2 separate regions of the Triticum aestivum genome follow, and region 1 is linked to region 2. The links are chromatin contacts, called in public Hi-C maps. All regions are on one chromosome and are shown on one strand. The core of a region is the stretch at or near the end of the contact, and the rest is flanking DNA. Distances in the headings are between cores, read along the strand shown.

Region 1 (2,942 bases), core at 226-2,725, 260 kb before region 2:
TAGATCAGTCCAATATCAACTTAACGCATGGACCATTGTGGATTAGGTTGCCAAACAGAGCACATAACAACTAGTGGTGCTCATGCATCAACCAACAATTTTAATTCATAAAACTGGGCATAGCCTGTTGGGACCATTAAAGCTGCTTAATAAAACGACCTAAAGAGCATATGGGGTGTATAGGAGTTACAGGTCCCATGAGCTGCTCACACTGAAGCCTATACAAGAAAATTCCTGTACCGAATAAATTGTGTCCTTCTTGCAAAAAAAAAAAATCAGAAAAAAAAACAAATAGTCCATGAGCTACCTACTTTGCAGAAATAGCGAAAATATCACTCAAACAAGAAAAAGAAAAGAAAAACTAAGAAAATAAATGAAAGGGGATAATGGAGATGCTTTGTGAACTATGCACACTCACTACCAGACTTGTTATCACAGGAGCAAACCAATTAGAAACCATTGGGAATATTGGGAAAATTGTTGTTTAAAATCAGCAGCGCAGCTGGGTCGATTAATCAAACCAATGCTGAAAGGGACCACCGCCGATGTGGCGTAAAACTTGAAAAATCCCCAGGCTAGTGGTAGGAGAAAAGAGATAGATGCGCCTATTAGGCAAGTCAGATGATAACAAATAAAATCCAGCCAGTGATGCATTGGATTCTCCCCCGAGCCACCTAGGCGAGTACGTACTAATCTAGGACGCGTAATAGCGACATGATCAACGACCTCGGTTCTTGGCAAGCAATTCTCGTATCTACCGGAAAGTATTCATGATTATCTATCTACAAGCTGCGATTCTACCTTCCCCAAGAATTGCCATCAAGAGAAACACGTAGAAGAGAATTTCATAAACGCAAGCCAGATTGTTCGTGTTTGGTTACCTTGCGGCCCTCAATTCCGAACTGGTGGAGCTTGATTCCGTTCTTCTCGAGGAACTCCGTGTTGGTCTCCGGGTACGGCTCCGGGCAGAGGTACCTGAGCGATGAGCCGACGGACGTCAGAACCACGTGACAGGACACGAGCAGCGCAATAATTGCAGGCGCGCGGAGCAGAGAGAGGCGGGGAGATCCTCACACAATGGAGCGGAGGTTGAGGGACTTGAGGAAGCGGAAGTTGGCGGCGGCCGGGAAGCCGGAGCGGTAGATGCCGTCGTCGACCATGGCGAAGTTGAGCGGCGGCACGAGCGTGGCCTCGTCGTAGCCCCCCGCCCCCGGCGCCGCCAGCAGCGGCGGCAGCGGCGGGGGCATGGGGAAGATCTTGGGGGGCTTCTCGTGCTTCCACAGCTCGAGGCCGCTCATCTCCATGGCCTCCTCCCGCTGCCCCGCCTCCAGGGCCCTCTGCCTGGGCATGATTTCCAGCTTCATGATGGCTTCCGGTTTCGCACGGGGCAAGGGCAGAACCGTCAATTTGCAACGAGATGGGTGTGCTTTGTGTGCGTGATGGTTTGAGCGGTGTGGGTGTGATGGCCTAACTGGAAGGAAGAGGTTATTTATAGCACAAGATGAAGGAAGGAAGAGAGGGAAACTCCAAAAGGTTGCAAGAGGGGGGAAAGGTGGGTAATTGGAGGAAGGGAACTCCAAGAAAAAAGTGTGATGATGATTGATGAGGAAAGGTGAAATTTTAGGATAAGGAGGTGATTTAATGTGTGTTATGACATCTAGAGTGTCTACCACAATTGGCTCCATTATTCATGTGCGATGTAGTTTAATTCTATAATAAAATTATATCCTGATGATTTAATCATGAGAAAGACTGTGTTGGTTCAACAGACTATACCAAAGGTTTTTTAAAAAGGATGTGTCTACTCTCATCTAGAAGTGAAATAATTATGTCTCATCTAACTACTACACCATATAATTTTACGTTGGGATTCGCCAGGATTTTTGTTTGGTTAAGCAAATATTGTAGGAGTTAGATGAGACTCTGTTATTTCTCTGTTTAAAAAATACATTATGCTGACCCGGGAAAATTGTCCGAGCACCCACAGAAATGTTGAAATCGTCTTACCGAGGCTACACTATAAGTGTAAATTTGTTTGTCCTTCGCAGTATGGGCGGAACTCTCATCATATCCCTTTGATGATCAATAGCAGGGATCATGATAGCCCGATCATTGATGTCAAACGTATCTTATTGCCACTCCAGCTGCGTGTACTACGAGCTTGTCAAGATGTCAACAGTTTTCAATGCACATCATTGTCCATCTCTAGCGAAATGTACGTAAGATCCACTTACATGCTGAGTCATGCTAGAGATGTGATTAGAAACTGTATAACAAGAAAGAGATGTATGACTTGTCATCATTATTACTATTCTTACTTTGGTTCGTGTATCGCAATTTTTGTTCCATTTTCCATGATGAAGCCAACATAACATACATATTATACTCCTTCAACACTAACGATAAAACCATGTGTTATGTACTGGTGCATCATTATACATTAGCTTGGGCACTGTGCTTTCCTGACAACAAATTACAGGCATATTCGCTCAAAACTTGTCATATTTCTTATTTAAATCTTGTGCGGGCTATCACAGATAGTGCGATGAAGTGTCGGTGAAATGGTGGACGATGTTGTGCACGGGAAACGACAAAAATGTCAGAAGGCGTGAAGATAAGGTGTTGCGGTAATCTATCCATGTCTAATGCGTTGATGTAACCTATAGCATGATGGAGACGTATTTCGTTCTACAGCTTTGCCAATATCAGTTGCTAGAATTTGTTATCAATCTTATTCACCTAATTTGCACATCATTAATTAATCCTAAATTGTTGTAGAAAAATAAGGGTGCAAGTGGTTAGGAAAATTTTCGACCCAACCCGTTTCTGAACCTGGTTTTATAGGATATGTTAAGAGATTTTTGACATCCAAATATTATCGAATATGATTTAGACGGATAATGCTCATACCACATCATATTCCATAGACAAGCTCGGGATAA
Region 2 (2,709 bases), core at 147-2,646:
ATGGATTTGGTGGTGTCCGTCGTCTTCAGTCGTGGTGTTATTATTGGGGTTTCCTTTGAAATGTAGAGGCGTGGCGGGTTCATGTTTGTGGTGCATTCAGAGTGTTTGTCGGGTTGACTGCGCGGTCAAAGGGTTTTTATCGATGAGATTTTTTTTTGTCTCCGTTAAAATCGATGAGATAATTTTTTTTTTGTCTCCGTTTCAAAAATAAAAATAGATCATTCTCTTCTATCAAGTGAGAAGATGTATACATCGCCAAAGTAGCATCCCAAAATCAGACTCGATGATAATGGCGTTCTGTATTTGTGAGGTTCGTATCCCATTTGTACACAAGAACAAAAAACTGCTATCTCCTGGAGCTTACACCAGAGCAAAGTCGTAAAGAACAGATCGGTATATTATTGTACGTACGCAAGGAAAGGAAAAACTGCAGCCGAGACATCACGGCCTGTACTGTGGTTGTGCTCCTCCCGGCCTCAGGCAACGTCTTGCTTGCACTGCTGGAACACCTGGAGGAGATTGCTGTACGGGCTCCTGGACGACGGCGACCCGGCGACGGCGCGCTGGCGCTTGCTGCTCGACGGCCGCGAGTCCGGGCTGGGCGTCGGCTCCGGCTCGGCCTCCCCGAGCAGCTCCTCCGCCTCCTTCTCCTTCCGAAGGGTCTCCAGGAAGGACTCCTTCACCGTCCCGTCGATCTGATACGACCAAACGTCACCGACAGAGAGAGAGAGAGAGAGAGAGGAAGGTAGGACATCAATTTCGTTTCCGATTTCACAAGTTCGATCCAACCGCAACGAACGCAGGCCCGGCGCTCACCGTGAGAGGGCAGAAGTCCGGCATGGGCCAGCAGACGGGGCCGGCGTCGTCGGGGGGCTCCGGCATGGGCTCCACGGGCTCCATCTCCACCTCGTCGCCGTCCACGCTCCCGGCGGCATCCTCGTCGTCATCCGCCGCAGCCGCCGCCGCGGCCACCGCCTGCTCCTCGACCTTATCCTACAGGCCCGGCGCAGCGCAGAGAGTCAAAACCAACGGAAATCGGGCGAAGAGAAGCGGAAGCCCAAGGAAGGAAACCCAATCGCGCGGAGGAGGCGGGGCAGATGGAAAGAGGCGGAGATGGGGGAGGAGATCTCGAGTTCGAAGTACCATGAAGCGCGCGGCGATCTCGACCATTCCCCTTTTGCTCTCTCCCCACACGCGCTCCCTCCTCTGTCTCCGCGCCCCGAAGATCTTTTTCGGATCCTTCCTTACTCTGCGGCGGTGGATTTGGCACGGGGGAGCCTTTCGGGGGTGGTTCGTTTCCTTTTCCGTGGTGGTTTGACCGTTTGAAACCGGGAGCGCGTAATAGGCTTGTTTATGGTATGGGTCTCGCCGTCTCGGCTGGCAGCTTGAGAGATTTGGGGAAAAAAGGCAACGGCTACTTTTTGTGCGGGCTGGTTGTGTTGTACCGTGTCTAGTTCGCTTGCGGGTTTACCGAGGTAGATCGGATTTGGGGGACGGAAAGGCGCGCGGTGGAGCCTTCTGATGAGATCGAGTCCCCGGTGGCCGGGGCGGTCGGCAACGTACACCCACCGACGCGTCCACGACCGGTCAGGTTTTAAATTTGCTCTTTTCCATCCGAGTCTTTCATATTTCATTTCTTAGATCCATATAAACCGAACTATGTATTACCACACCTAGCTATGATTCATCGTCAAAGATGTTCACGGCGTCGATGTCGGGCACCGGGTGGACGGGCACGTAGGAGGGCTCCAGCTCCTTCTCATCCATATACGCGATCATCTTGTCGACTTACGCGGCGTGCTCCGCCTCCACCTCCTGCCGACGATGGCGTCTGTCCTCCGCATCCAATTCTAACCGGAGGGAATCGAGGATCGCCTGCTACTTCGTCTGCATATCTGCGTCCCCAGCGTCCCCAAATCCTCCTCCGGCTCCTACTCCTCCTGAACCTCATCCTCCTTCTCCTCCAAGTCCTACTTCGGATCCACCGCGTTCGGAGGTAGCCCCGCGGCGATTTGGGCTTCGCGCATTGACCGGATCTGCTCAAGGAGCTGCAGCCGGTGCTCTGGCGTTAGATATGGGTAGCTCCTTACCCGACGGCGTTGGGGGTTGGCAACTATTGTTGGTGGACTGCGAGTGGAAAGTGGCGGCGATGGCGGGCGAGAGGAGGAAATTTGGACAGACGGGTAGGATTTTGGTGCCGGCGGTTGGCTTAAATAGCCGGGCTAGGCATTACGTGACCTACCGGAGTGGCACCACACGGTGCTATCGGTCCAACGGAGGAGACACGTTCCGGATCATCGGGTTTCAGAGCGTTTTTTCTGCGGGACCCAATCGTCAGTCCGATGTGGCGGGCGCGCCCGGACGCCCCATATCCGCCTCAGATTTGGGCAGGATGTGAAGGGTGCCAGTCAAGCCGGACGTTTGAGGAGCCACCCGAGTCACTTTTTTGGGACGGTCAGTGATCGGGCCGTCCATCTAAACATTTGAGGCGGGTTCGAAGTGCGCAGCTGTAGATTTTTTTGCAGGTGACCCGGCTGTAGATTTAATAACAACACTAGGTACGATTTTTATTAAAAACACTAACGCCCACACGTGTGGGCGTTTGCATCTCGCCACACGCGTGGATCCGCGTCCGTTTGTGAGCGCACGAATCTTGGCATGTTTCTAGTGCCACGTAGGACTGGGCTGGTGTGTGGGCGTTCACCCGGG

Evidence for each region. Hi-C and Micro-C count contacts between places; a contact is called where the count stands out from the background.
Region 1: a contact with region 2 is called in a Hi-C map of leaf, with 4 times the contacts expected there. The contact joins the promoter of LOC123157032 here to the promoter of LOC123162824 in region 2. A contact is called at or near these places in 4 of 5 Hi-C or Micro-C datasets (leaf and an unstated tissue).

Annotation. Positions count from the first base shown.
Region 1 is chr7B:84,373,664-84,376,605 of IWGSC CS RefSeq v2.1, reverse strand. LOC123157032 (probable tyrosine-protein phosphatase DSP2) reads right to left here and starts at 1,475. Exons shown (of 5, transcript XM_044575255.1): 1 at 1,075-1,475; 2 at 882-975. The coding sequence starts at 1,364.
Region 2 is chr7B:84,110,321-84,113,029 of IWGSC CS RefSeq v2.1, reverse strand. LOC123162824 reads right to left here and starts at 1,396. Exons shown (of 3, transcript XM_044580581.1): 1 at 1,144-1,396; 2 at 817-993; 3 at 281-695. The coding sequence starts at 1,170. The coding sequence ends at 477.